Regions from separate parts of the Mus musculus genome. Here region 1 is linked to region 2. Evidence: chromatin contacts called from public Hi-C data. All regions are on one chromosome and are shown on one strand. Each heading gives the region's core, a stretch centred on a gene start, on an enhancer-like site or on the middle of the called end of the contact. The rest is flanking DNA. Distances are from core to core; before and after follow the strand shown.

Region 1 (6,904 bases), core at 3,588-6,087, 100 kb after region 2:
GTCCCTGCAGGCATGGTGCCAGAGGAGCTGAGAGTTCTACATCTTGTTCCAAAAGCAATCAGGAGAAGACTGGCTACCAGGCAGCTAGGAGGAGGGTCTCAAAGCCCACCCCCATAGTGACACACTTTCTCCAACAAGGCCACACCTCCTAATAGTGCCACTCCCTGGGCCAAGCATATTCAAACCACAACAAATAGCTTTCCTCCTAGGTTCTGTACTTTTTGTGTGATCGAGCATTCAGACCAAACATCCAGTATTAAAACAAAAACAAAAAAAACCCCGAAAAGCCCAAAGATGGATCATGTGAGAGGAAATCTTGTTGCTTAGCAGGGTGTTAACTACCCAGAGTCTAGGCTCTGGGAAATGACGTTCCAGAAGGTCACAGTCATTCTGTGTCATGAATTTCAGGTCTTAGAAAGCACCTTGTTGGTCAATGTGCTAACTTTCTCAGGTAGGGCTGTCCAGAAAGGGAGTGAGCCAGGTGTTGTTTGAAGTGCTTCCCTTTGGGGTGTTGGCACAGGCTTCCCCTGTAGTGAGAACAGCCTAAGCACACAGTTAGGATGTGGCCTGGGAAGCTGTTCTATTGCCACCTGTGCTGGTTAGATTTTTGACAACTTGTCACAAGCAGTAGTGATCTGGGAAGAAGAAATGTCAACTGAGGAAGTGCCTCCATCAGACCTTTCTGGAGGCAAGCCTGTTGGAGCATTTCTCTTGATTAATGTTTGTTATGTTTTAGGATTGCCATTGACGGGCAGGTGGTTCTGGGTTCTATAAAAAAGCAAGAGAGCTACATACGAAGGAAGCAAAAGCAGTGCTCCTCTGTGGCCTCTGCTTCAGCTCCCGCAGCATCGTTCCTTCCCTGCTGGAGTACCTGCCTTGGCTTCCCTCAATAAGGCTGTGCAATCTAGACAAGCCCCTTGGACATGGCATTTATCACAGCAACAGAAAGCAAACTAGAATACTGCCTCCCACAGGCCCTCCAGCCAACCAGTCACCGAGACAGTGACTCAGTGCTATCTTTTTATTTCTCTTACCCACCCCTCCCTTTCCATATTGTCTTTATGTCATACACTTTTTAACCCCAGGCTCCTCCCTCTTTTAGCCAAAGAGCAACTCCCCCTCAGGGTCCCCACATTTTCTCCTTCCAGGGTCCGGCTTAACATTCCTATCCATTCATCAGTCTGTCTTCCTCCACTGCACAGTGAGAATTAGAAGATGATTCTGTATCTTATATGCCCAGAAATAAGTATACGCATGGCCTGCCGTAGTATTTTTAAAATAAATAGGAATAAATGAGGACCTATGTGCTCCTTCACACATGACATCATTACCTTCCCATTATTGATGTATGTGAATAAACACAGAGCGCACTTGGGGACCTCAGTTACAATCCCAGAGGACAATATTGCAAATCTTGTGCCATCAGGTAAATAATTTGTTTTCTCTTAAGCTCATTTCAACTTGTTTTCTTTATCAAATAATTGGATGTTCAGCCTTTATGGCACAGAAATCCTTTTATATACATTTGCCAGAGTAAATTTAGAGAAAATATTTGCAAATGGAAATTAGCTTTCCTGCTTTATCTTCTCACTGGGCACAGTTCTGACGAGCCCGGGATCTCTTACTTTGTGGATGGTTGTGTCTAATATTTACCTTGAGCAATTCCGCTGAAGTTATTTAGTTCACACAAAGAACTACATCTCCTCACATTTAAGAGGTACAAATTGTTTCTCCCACTTTCAAAAGAGATTTGGTGTTTCCAGATTTAGAAAGACACCTCCCAGCTGCCAAGCACTGTCAGAACCTGCCTTGGCTAATGAAATGTTTCTGTTTTGATTTTTGTTTCTCCAAAGAAAAAAATAAAACCCGCAAATTCTTCAAGTGTTTTTCGGTTGGTTTAGAGGCAGAGAGAGGCAGGTATATGAAAATGTGAAGGGAGAGGTTTGGCTGGAGGACTTGGCCTCGACTACTAGATGCCGGTACATTTTGCTCAGCTTGAGTTGCCACCAGACCTGTTTGCTATGTACATGGTGAGGCGGTTGGACTCCATGGTCTTGGAGTCTGTGCTGGTTCGACAGTCCTACCGTAAAATTCATGACTCTTTTGTTGTTGCCCAGTTTGTGTGTGGCTGTACTCTCCACGGTTGGCAGCTCATGTTTTATGATCCTGAAGTGGCCATGGACAAGGGCAATGTATCACTGGAAAATCTTTCATGTTTGTTGGGGTGGGGCGGGGGAGGCAAGTGATTAATAATGGGCCAGGAAGTGAAGCCAACCTGGGGGAGGGACTTCCTCTCCTCTCTTGGAATCTAATTGGTTGCTCATGTAAGAGGTCTACTGCCTAGTAATGGGTTCCACAGCTATTATAGGTGGAGAGGATTTGGGAAATATAGAAATATTTCCCTAAAAGCCTTTATTGCTGATAACTGAAGCACAAAAGGTAATATATAATAACATGGGTGTGAGGATAGGAAGGAGAGGAGCGGCAAATTTTACTCTCCTTGTGCTAGAAGACTACTGCCAAATTGTTAGTGAGCCCCACATTCAGTGGTGATTCTTAGAGTACACAAGGCCGGCCAGCACCATCACCACCATGCCTTCCTCGTCCCCCTTCACAGTACTAGGGACCTCAAGCGTGCTAGGAAGGCAAGCACTCTATTACGTATACAGCACCATTTACTTTGGCAAAAGATTTCAGTAGACGCCCTGATAGTAGCAGTTTCACTGTGAAGGAAGGAGCAACACTGGTCAGTGGAGAGTGGCTTTTTTTTCCCAGCAGACAGATAGGATGGACTTTCTTTAAATCAGCAGTTCTCAACCTGTAGCTCGAGAGCTCTTTGGGAGTTACATATCACATATCCAGCATATCAGATATATTTACATTACAATTCACAATAGTAGCAAAATTATAGTTATGAAATAGCAACAAAATAGTTTTGTGGTTGGGGGTTATGACAGCATAAGGAGCTGTATGAAAGGGTCACAGCACTCGGAAGGTTGGGAACAGTTGCTTTAAGTGAATGTGCAGGCTTTGTGAATGCATCAAGACAGTCCTTATACTTGGAATGGAGGTGTGGCCTTTTACTGATTTGATTATGGAAACACGGATCTCATTTTGTGCTCCAAGCGGGTGAAGTATGTATTTCACTAAAGTATGTTTCTTAGCTTTTCCTACACTTTAACACTTAATGCCTGCTCACCGAGTGAGTGAATCTATGAAGCTAAGGTCAGAAATTAACTGGGAAGGGAGGAGGAGCTCTGTTGGCCCATTAGCTGCTTGTCTTGACTTATCCTCTAAGGTGGGGTGAGGTTGAACAATGGGCAGCATTTCCTAAGTGTGGCTAAAGGTTAGATCATTTCTCCACAAGAAGGATTTGATTTTCGCCTGACTTCTGCCTAGATGCCAACCAATCTGAACCTGCCTCTTGGTTGTCTTTCCACATGACATTTTTCTTCCTCTCCATAGCCTTATTGTTGCAGATTTTAAGATGATGATCAAGGGCAAAGGGGTGGAGTTGACCAGTCAGTTTCTATTTGAATCAGAGAGGCAGCCTTTGGGTGTCACCCCTACCTACATACCCACCCTGAGTCTCCTCTGGTGAGCAAGCAAAAAAAGGATATGTATAATCTCTGTGTAATAAAGGATCCAATGGACTGAGTCATTTCCAATTCTGTGTGGGCTCCTCACAAAGGCAGTCCCAAGGGCACACTTTTACTTCAGGGTCATTTATTGGTATTGAAAAATAAACATAAACAAAACCACATTCAGTGTCTGGAAATAGTAGCCATTTTGTATTTCATTGTTTTGGGGTCACACACACTTCTGCTCCCAGTCAAAGATTCTTCTGTTCAACCAGGCGTTGGCTGGAACTGTGCAGTGGTACTCAGCTGCCGCTGCTCTGGCTCGGAGGGTCCACAGTGGATTTTCTAACCTTCCTGGGTCTTTAACTGGAATGCCTGGATGGCTGGCTTGGCTGGGTCCTCTTCTTCTCCATGTAGTGTCATGGCATCTCCATGTGATCTTCCTGGCAGAACAGCCACTCAGGGTTTAGGCCCAGAACCAGCATAACTTTCCTTCCATTGCACTCCGCTGGGTGGCTCAGAGTCAAGGGGAGGGGAACTGAAGCTCGTTTCTCTATTGGAGGAGTGTCCAAGAATTTGCAACCCTTCCCTCACAGAGAGGGCCACTAAGCACACACAACTCTGATGCCCTCTGCTGAGTGCCCGATGCCTGAAAGTGGGAGGGTAAGGGTCCACCTCTGTACATTCCAAGGGAATCATGTAAACAACTGGATGGATGCATTGATTCCAAGTCCAGACTATCTTGATGGAATGGTGCAGTGGTTCTGTGCCAATAGATATTAAACAAATATCTACAGAGCATTCTGCTTCTCATGGCAGCAGTTTATAATTTTTAGTGCAATCCCCCGTATTAGAATGTTGGATGATTTTCATTTTGATCCCAAACTTTGTTTCCTTTTTAGTGGCAGAGGCAGAAGACCTCAGTAATCTTAGTGCGAGACACTGTCCAGGAGGTCCCTGGCTCTTTCATTTTATATTTTTAAAAAAATATGAGACTGACCTAAGAACTAACATTACAGCATGGCAGACACCCTGTGCACTGTCTTTAATCCTCCCGATATCTGTGCAAACTCCATCTGCCAGACTGCCTTTGTAGACGATGGAATATCAGCTCAGAAAGGTTTCAGAGCCAGTTCAAGGTTACAGAAAACTTGGCATGTCTGTAATTTTGGATCAAGGCCTGCCTGGCTCTAAAACCTCTTTTCACGAGCACATGTGATCACTGGAAACCCAGAAACACCCCAGAGAACTGTCTGAGGAATCACAGAGCCAGTGAGTCTGCCCTGAGGAGCCAGGAAAAAGATCCACAGCTTAGCAGTGCACTCCCGGCGGCCTAGTCGGGTTGACATAAAATCAACCATCACAACGCGCTGTGCCCGCAGCATCCTCTCACAGGCTTCAGGGACCCATTTCTCCAGGTGTGACACCCCTTGCCGTTCTTACAGCTCCGATTGACTGCAAAGCCAACCAAATAAAAAGCCCATTTCATTTTAAGGTTCTCTGGAGGACCTGGGACAGATGCATTCTCTGGAAACAATGGCAACACAAAGTAACTGGACTGTCACTGTTGGGAATGGGACATTCATGCTAAGTTCCTGTCTAAGCTCTTTGAGAGTTTAAGATTGGTCTTCCAGCCTCCATATTCAAGAAGTGGCCCATAATGTCAGGGCGGGACTGTCACCAATGTGTAGCCCAAGAGCAGAGCTTCCCGGATTCTGGACAGACCAAAGCCAAGGAAGAGATTTCGAGAAATTAAGCAAGGCATCAATCATGAGGGGCCAGGGAATGCTTGGACCTCTGTGCACATCCTAACGTACCATCTTCTCAAGCTCAGAGTGGAAGAAGGGAACTGTGCGCCCAGGAAGGACATAGGTCCAGTGCTCCCCAAGTCTGAAAACTACACTACTTTCCCACTCAGCAAGGATTCAGGTGGGCACTTAAAGAGTTCGGTCTTTAGGAATCTTTTCTCTTTTGTTCATGTGGCCTCTCTATGAAGTCTTTCTGATTACACAAAGCCAGAGTGCCAGTGAGGCCGGAGAAAGCAAGAGTAGCCATGTTAGAAGAATTTAGTCCCCCGATCGGAATCATAGTCACTTTTGAGTGCTTCTTTACCACCTATCTACACCATACACCGAACCCATATTTTTCTATTTTTATTTGTCAAAGATAAAGCAGTTTCCTAGGGGGACCTGTTCCCCTGCTGACCATTTTATGGTGTTCTCAGTGCCAAAATTGCTCCTCAACCCTTCTCTTTTTCTGCATACTAACTTGAGGACAGCTTTTTAATATACCGCACTATTATTTGATATTATATCCAAAACAGCTGTTTCTAATTTTCTAATACACAAGAATGAATGGATGATTTTCAAAGACATTCTTACTAAAATTGACTCAGATTTTTTTTTAAATGCAATTTGTGGAAGAAATTGACAGGGCTACTTAGTCTCAGATCACTCAACAAGTTACTAATTTTAAACCTTTGAGGAAGAAGTGTTCTTTTTGTGATTTAACTTATCCAGTGCATAAAAAATACCCTTACTTATTGTATGAAGCCAACACAGCCATGATGTCCTAACTTCACAAAGATCACAAACATTACACACTGCACACAAACACTGTCCACTCCCACAGTTATACAACACATCACACACACCACACACACCACACTGTACATAGATACAGATATGCCTGCACACATACATGTTACACACAACACAATTTTGTGGGGTTCTTTGACAGCTACCATAAGAAATGTTCTTGTGTTTGTTTTATCTATCGTTCATGGATCATACTTTTTTCTTCTTTTTTTTTTATTTTTAAAGATTTATTCATTATTATACACAAGCACACCGTAGCTGACTTCAGACGCACCAGAAGAGGGTATCAGATCTCATTACCGGTGGTTGTGAGCCACCATGTGGTTGCTGGGATTTGAACTCAGGACCTTTGGAGGAACAGTCAGTGCTCTTACCCACTGAGCCATCTTACCAGCCCTCATAGATCATACTTCTATGCAAAGAGATTCAAATCTTATAATCTCCCCATTCAGAAATTTACACAAAGACCCCTCTGAATTATTAGAACTTGATAGCCTAAGCCTTCTCTACATTCCCCTTTCCTTCGTTTTCTTTGTTTCTATTTTAAAACTAGCCAATCTCAAAAGCCTGTGACATTGGACCTAGGCAACGGAGGAAAGACACAGTTTGAATTTCCTGACCCTGTGTGCTTTGTAGCGTGGTTGGGGTCATGAAGAACTCCTTTCACAAAAAGTAATTGCCCTGTTGAGATAGGTCTGTTGTGCCCTGTGTTTTGTTTCCATCACT
Region 2 (7,594 bases), core at 210-2,709:
GTCCTCTGCAAGAACAACAAGCATTGTTAACTGCTGAGCTCTCTCTTCAGCCTCTGATTTAACATACTTTTAAGAAAAGGAGAGGAAAAAAATATGCTTCCATCTAAATTGACTTATTTTAGAAAACAAAACAAAACAAGACAAAAACCCTAGGCATTTCGAGAGCCATCTGGGAGAGCCAAAGGAGATGCTCATCTCTCAGCCTTTCCAGTGTTCGTCCTCTTGGCTGTCCACCAAAGAGAGCAGGACGGGACATCAACCAGCAGAAAGCTGAGGTTTAAGTGTCCCATAGCTGTGATCAATCCTCTGCGTTATTTGTTTTGGAAAGACTAAAATCTGAAACGTTTCGCATTAGAGCACGTTGCTGCGATTTCCTTCTCTCCCCCACCCCCTTCTTTTCATGGGGAGGTGGGAGATTTTATTTTAGTTAAATGTTTTTGTTTTTAAAACTATGGATGGAGGAAAAGAAAATGCTTTGCTGGCGCACAGCAGACTTTCCCATAAAACTGTCTTTGGCCATGAACTAAACACAACAGACGTTGTGCCAAGAGGGGCTTATGCCTTTCCTTTATTTCTCCTGCAAAGGAAAAAAAAAAAAAAAAAAAAAAACCAAAAAACAAAACCCAAGCACAGGATCAAAATTAAGCCCGAATGAAAACCACATTTCCAACCCCACCAAGGCTTCTATCCTACCTCTCTCTAGAGTCACTTAAAGCGTTGCTTTTATAACAATCACAAGCTGGGCAGTGGTGGCACATGTCTGTAATCCCAGCAGGTGGGAGGCAGAGGCAGGCAGATCTCTGGGAGTTCAAAGACAGCCTGGTCTACAGAGTAACTACCAGGACAGCCAGGGCTACACAAAAAAGGAAACACTGTCTCAACAAAACAAAAACAAACAAAAAAACCCAAAATCAAACAAAACACCAAACCCACCTTAAATAGCCAAGTTATGGGTCTTTTCACTGTGCTTCCAGAGCAGTGAGCAAGAACTCTGTGAGATGAGATCACTACCGTGTTGAGCAGGCGCAGTAAAACCACCTAATTTGACTGGTAGTTCCCAGGCAGCCCCATGAGCCACAGCTGCTGAAAGCTGCTGTCTGGCAGGTACTTGACTACTCTGGTGACTTCTACGCTGGTAACTTGTGCAGCACGAAGGTCCACTGGCTGGCAGTTTCAGCTCTAGTCATTGAAACCAGAGACTTGGAAAACTGGACACAAGAAAGCCACTGCATTGGCTGGGACAATCCTCTGTCCAGACAAATCCCATAAAGTGAATTACATGACTTTTTCTGGAGAGATATCAAGAAACATTTGTTCAGCCCAGATACAACAGTGACAGGCATAAACAAGCTATTCCACTCACCCCCCCGGCTGGTGAACCCATGAACTTACTGGGGTCACATACGAGAGTATGAGTTACTCGTGGGTGCACGGGTGACTCAGTAGGAAGTTCCACCCCAGCAGGTGTGGCAACACAGAAAGCTTTGTCACCAAGTTTCACCCAAAATGGGCTTTCCAGGGTGTATTCTACCCACCTTCCCCCACACAGAGTTCCGGGGCAGGGTAGAAGTGGGGGATGGGACTTCCGCTGACCTCCTACCCTTGCTCCCATCAAAGAAAGTCCTTAGCTCTGTCCTCATTACCCTGAATTAGCTGTCATTACGTTCTGCTTGTTTTCTTGGCATGACTGTGGGTCTGAGGTCCCCTATAAGTCACCACAGCCATTTTTGCTCCATAGCTACAGGTGGGAACATTCTTTTCTACCTGAGATAAAAGAGCTGTGCTGGTGGGATTTAAGGAAGACAGCCAACACTTTGCCAGAAGTTGCAATTTAAAATTCAGACATATTCTCTCCACCTTTAGGCTTGAATTTCAATTCCTTTATTCTAGAAAATGAAGGGTTTTGGATATATTATAGGAAATAATATTTACATTCATGTGGTTACATATCATCTACATTGTGAATATTCCCATTATATTTAAACTTCATGGGGATTAGGAAAAGATTTCCTAGGTATAAAAATAATAGGAGTAAGGTTAGTAAGCAAAATCATGAATACACTTCATTTCATAAAAATGTAATACTTCTCTACAGCAAGAGAAACTATAAATAAGTCCAAGTCAGATGATACATGGGAAAGTACTTATAACATGAATAAAAGGTTAAAATGCTTGCCAATGAGGAACTGGCACATAGCAATCAGGAAAAAAAAAATAGATGCTACTATTTCACTGTGCAAGCGCACAAGCCTGGTGTGGCGCTGTGCGTCTGGAATTCTGTAAAAGATGTCTTGCCATTGTGAGGCGCTGGGCAGATCATTATTTGTTTAATATACAAGGTATCTGAGCCCCTCTCTGCCTGACTGGATCACATACGTCTAATTGTAGAAGAGTAAACCACAAAGTACTAGAGAAAAGGGCCCCAGAGGAGCATCTGTACATGCTTGGAGTGGGCAGAGATGACGTCAGCAGGTCTTATAAAAAGTACCAGCCATTTGTGACGGCACTAAAGGTCTTAAAACTTCTGTTAATGCAGCAATACTGTTATGAGAGTGAAAAAGAGGAACTTGCAGAGTGGACGGAGATATTTCCATACCGTTCAACGTAGTGGGTATGAAAATAAGCAGACCTGAGCAGATGGGGAGAGTCATATCAAAACCACAAAGGGAGGACTAAATAACGGGTCCGTGCAAGCACAGAGAATATGCCTGTCACCAGAATAGCTAGAATCTTAAGGTCTGAGAGCACCAAGTGTTGACACAGAGCCACTGCAACTTCCACACCTTGCAGATGCAGAAACTGTTAAAGTCACTTTGGACAGTTGACAATATCTATGAAAGCTAAACATGTGGGGCCCAATCATTCCACTTCTAAGAAACTCTCAGAAGTAGTGGGCATTTATTTCCCAAAAGATACTTTATAGGGAAAATACTAATGGGAAACCACCCAAGTGCTCACCATGGGGTGAGTGAGCCATGACATCTTCACACGGAACAACCCACAGCCGCATCTAACGCATGAGGGACTGTTATAAAAAGGACTTAGTGGTGAGGATACTGGGTAACGCCATGCTAGAGCGCCGACCTAGTGTGGCCACGGCCCTGGGTTCTACTCCTAGCGCTGAAATTTAGGGAAAAGAAAGAGTTCGTTCATTCCAACCCCATTTATAAGACATTTTTAAAAGTTAAAAAATATTATTTTTCACGTTTGTAATATTATAAATCACCTGTTCTGAAAACTGTGTTTAGCAAATGGAAATATGTATCAAGATTTCCAAACGCCAATTGGGTACACACCTTTTACTCTCAGCACTCAGGAGGCAGAGGCAGAGGAATCCAAGTTTGAGGCCAGCCTGGTCTACAAAATACAAGAGTTCCAGGATGGCTAAGGTTGCCCTGTAAGTTGTGGTTGTCCATGCTTAAGGGAGAATTATAGATACTCAACAGATACTCACGTAGATTTATATTTAAATATATTTATACTAGGGCTATCATGACAATAGCTTGTGGGTTAAGCATCTATAACAGAGAAGTGGTAACATACATTTTACTTCCTAACACAGAAGACCGCTACAGCTCGTGTGTGTGTGTGTGTGTGTGTGTGTGTGTGTGTGTGTGTGTGTGTGAAGCCCGAAGTGCTAAGTGCACAGTTTTGGGTGTTGGGGCTATTTCCTCACAGAGAATTGCCTGACCCTGCCCTCTTTTTCCTCCTTGAGTCCTGGTCATGCCATCAGCAGCTTACTTTGAGATATGCTCCCCTGACATGATGTACTGCTCTATCACAGGATCAAAAGCAACATGGCCAACTGGCCACCAATCCAAAACTCCAAAACCGTTAGCCAAACAAACCTTGCTCTTTTGTGAGTTGACTTTCCCAGGTGTTTCTGTGTTGTATATGTATCTGTGTTTTACGTGCACACGTGTATGTACATGCACGTGAAGGCCAGGGGTTGAATTCCTTTATTAGTCTCCATCTTAGTTTTTGAGCTAGGATTTCTCATTGACCCTAAGGCTCATTCACTGGTTGGACTGACTAGCTTGTGACCAGGGATCCACCGCCTCCACTCTCCCAGTGCTAGAGTTACAAATAGATGTCATCACAGTTGGCTTTTAAGTGGGTTCAAATTCAGGTCTTCATGCTTGAGCAGTAAGCACTATAAGAACATTAATACCATTTAACACTGTCTTTGTCACTGTTGTATTGCTGTGCAGAGGCACCAAGGCAACCCATATCAAATAAAGCATCTAATTGAGATTACTTAGAGTTTTAGAAGGTCCCTGGTCATCGTGGAAGGAAACTGAACAGCAAGCTGGAAAGGTGGCTGGAAGCCTTACACCCTGACCCTCAGGAGGCAGGCAGAGAGACCCCGGGGCCTGGCATGGGCTTCTGAAAACTCAAAGCCCAACCCCAGTGACACAGCTCCTCCAACAAGGCCACACCTCCTAATCCTCAAACAGTGTCACTCCCTGGTGACTAAGTATTATGAGTCTATGGGGACCGTTTTCATTCAAATCACTATAAATACTGTGATTTAATTTTAGAGGAAAAATGAAAACTAGGAACGCAATTATACAATGCAGGTCTATAAAATACAAACACACACACACACACACACACACACACACACACACACACATGCATATGCACACACAGTACAAGGACATACCCTAAGTCACAATTTGTCCTTCCTTCCTTCCTTCCTTCCTTCCTTCCTTCCTTCCTTCCTTCCTTTCTTTCTTTCTTTTTTTTTTCCTTCAAAACAGGGTTTCTCTGCGTAACCCTGGCTGTCCTGGAACTCACTCTGTAGACCAAGCTGGCCTCGAACTCAGAAATCTGCCTGCCTCTGCCTCCCGAGTGCTGGGATTAAAGGTGTGCGCCACCACGCCTGGCTAAGGATTTTTGTTTTGTTTTGTTTTTCGGTTTTTTGTTTTGTTTTGTTTTTTTGTCTGGTCATTTCTGTGAAGGAGAGTTACAGGTCTATTACTCTGACTCTCTGCACATTCTTTTGTTACTGTTTGGGACTAGCTCAAAGGTTCTGTTGGTCATAGCCTTGAGCCAGTCATTAAATAGGACTAAAAATCCTCTTCTGTCCATAAGCAACAAGCGTGGGGGGGACACATGTACCACAGCACGAGTGTGGAAGTCAAATGACAACTTAAAGGAAGAAGTTCTCTCCGCTGGATGGGTTCTGGGGATGGGGCGCCTGCTGAGCCAGCTCTTCCACCTTTATAGAAGAGTTTGTAGGCAAGACAGGAGCCTGGACTTGGATAGCAGCCAGACAGTCTGGCTTCCACAGCTGTAGACACTGCCTCTAGCAGACCCTCATGTCTTTCCCCAACCCTTTCTGTATTTTCTCCCTTTTTGGAGAAATGTTGCTGCCCAGACTGTCCTCAAGCTTGCTATCCCTGCCTCAGCCTCTCAAGAGCTGGGATCTTAGATGGGTAGCTCTGCCCCCAGGTGCTCCCCACGATTTCACTGGAGAGCAGTTCACCCCTGAATGCATGCAGGCTTACGCAACTAAGAAAAAAAAAAAAAAAAAAAACAAAGAAGCCAGGCTGGTGGCAGTGGCCCACTTCATTCCTAGAAGCAGAAGCAGGCAGATCTCTGAGGTCAAGGCCAACCTGCTTTAAGTGAGTCCCAGAACAACCAGGACTACAAAGAGAAACTCTGTCTCAAAAAAATAAAAAAAACCAACCATCGTGGTGGCCCACGCCTTTAATCCCAGCACTTGGGAGGCAGAGGCAGGCGGATTTCTGAGTTCGAGGCCAGCCTGGTCTACAGAGTGAGTTCCAGGACAGCCAGGGCTACACAGAGAAACCCTGCCTCAAAAAGAAAAAAATAAATAAAAAAATAAAAAAACAAAAGTCAAGAAACAAAAACAGAACGTTGTCACAAGAAAATGTTTCCATTTTCTACAATAAGTTCCTATTACATTCAGAGTCAGACATTACTGAAATGCTCACAACAGTCCACTGCGGGAACTGGCAGCAGCAATATTCATTAAAGCACATGATTGAAGACCAAGCACAACCGGACAAAATCAACCTTAAGGCCAGAAATACCGCAACATAAAAGAAATATGCATATCCTGGGAAAATGCACCGACACTTTGAATTATTGGTGCAGTGGGTTCCCTCGGTGAGGCCAGCGGTTGAGGAATTCTTTGTGTCAGCCTCACACAGCACTGATCAGTCAGGACCCTCACTTTGTGCTCTGGGAAAGTAGCCACACCAGCAACTCTAACGGTGGTGCTAGCGTTGCTGGGGAATTTTGAACTCCTCTTTTGAGGGCTTAGTCTTGCTAATAAAAACATTTAGAGATGGACTCAAAAGGAAGCCTGAATACAATTTATTAGCATCTGAGAGAAAAATAACAGAGCTGGCAAGTTGTACCTCCAGCAGCTGCTAAGGGAAGGGCATCGGAGATGGAACCGAGGAAGCCACGCCTTCTCACTTAGGGTCCCGCAAAACAGCAAGGCTTACCAATGGAACTCAGCACGCAGCTTCAAGGACAGGGTGCCCACGAGGCATAAGGGAGGGACTGCTTCAGAGAGTTAGTGTGAAAGCCTCAGGGATCCGGGAAATTGTACATAAGTGTTGGTCAGTAACTGAAAGAAAGAAAGAAAGAAAGAAAGAAAGAAAGAAAGAAAGAAAGAAAGAAAGAAAAAGACAGAAAAGAAATAAAATAAGTTTCTTTCCTTGGTAACTTCTGAGTGACCCAGAAAAGTGGGCAGGCCACAGAGCCACGTGATGGGAGTTCTGTATGGGAGTGAGGCTTTGGGGGCCGGAGGAGTAAGGCTATTATCTCAGTAAGAAGACAATTATTCCTCCCATCTCTTTAGTATGTCTCCAGCTTCCTTAGGGGACCGTAGCCTGAATCAGTTTTCCTTAGGGGAACAACTTCCGGCTAGGTGAGTGATAAATCCAACTGGATTAACTCTTGGGAGGAAACAACAATATGCGATGCTCTAATCTTTGAAGCAACCGGGATGTCTTATCCCAACCTAGAACTAGAGGTATCCCACTCTTCTGACCACAAGGCTAAGGAGGGGTAGATGTGATATTTCTACCAGAGAAACAGGAAATGAAATTGAGGTCCAGCCTGGATAGCCTCTGGGGTTATTAGTCACTGTAGCAATAGGGAACCCATATCTTCTTGATTACATACATACACACATACGCATATAACACATACAAGCATACATGTATAGTGTGTAATATATATGCATATATATAGTCCAGAAGATATATATTTGTGTGCGTGTGCATGTGTGTGTGTGTGAGTCACTATGACATAATAAGCATCTTTCCACCCAAGAAACTGGTGTGCCTCCTTGCGTCAGCCCCCGTGTGCAAACTGGGGTACCATAGCAGCAGGTACATGAAGCCAAATACAAATATTATGTGGGAAGACGGCTCAGAACAGAAGGGGTTAAAAATATTGTCAAATGTATTTCTTTAAAAGTTAGCTATATATTGGGGCTGGAGATGTGTAAGAAGCCCCTTTTGCTCTTTCAGATGATCTGGGTTCGACTCCCGGCGCCCACATAGCATCTCACGAACATCTATATCTCTAGGTCCAGGACGCATGACAT

The links. A called contact is a pair of places that touch in the nucleus more often than the background predicts.
Region 1: a Hi-C map of uterus shows a contact between it and region 2, with 2.7 times the contacts expected there. The contact joins two enhancer-like sites. A contact is called at or near these places in 2 of 15 datasets of contacts at CTCF or cohesin (CD8 T cells and the NIH/3T3 cell line), 4 of 484 Hi-C or Micro-C datasets (the G1E-ER4 cell line, muscle stem cells and uterus) and 2 of 115 datasets of contacts at active chromatin or transcription factors (CD8 T cells and astrocytes).

The regions. Positions count from the first base shown.
Region 1 is chr17:88,210,169-88,217,072 of GRCm38.p6, forward strand. No RefSeq gene overlaps it. Among named protein-coding and RNA genes, the nearest start is that of Gm31499, 52 kb to the left of the region's middle. Within about 2 kb of position 4,838, at least 9 of the 459 cell types and tissues checked have an H3K27ac peak or open chromatin away from gene starts, as enhancers often do. A contact at or near this core is called in muscle stem cells and uterus, where this site is marked.
Region 2 is chr17:88,110,987-88,118,580 of GRCm38.p6, forward strand. No RefSeq gene overlaps it. Among named protein-coding and RNA genes, the nearest start is that of Gm4832, 11 kb to the right of the region's middle. Within about 2 kb of position 1,460, at least 139 of the 459 cell types and tissues checked have an H3K27ac peak or open chromatin away from gene starts, as enhancers often do. A contact at or near this core is called in muscle stem cells and uterus, where this site is marked.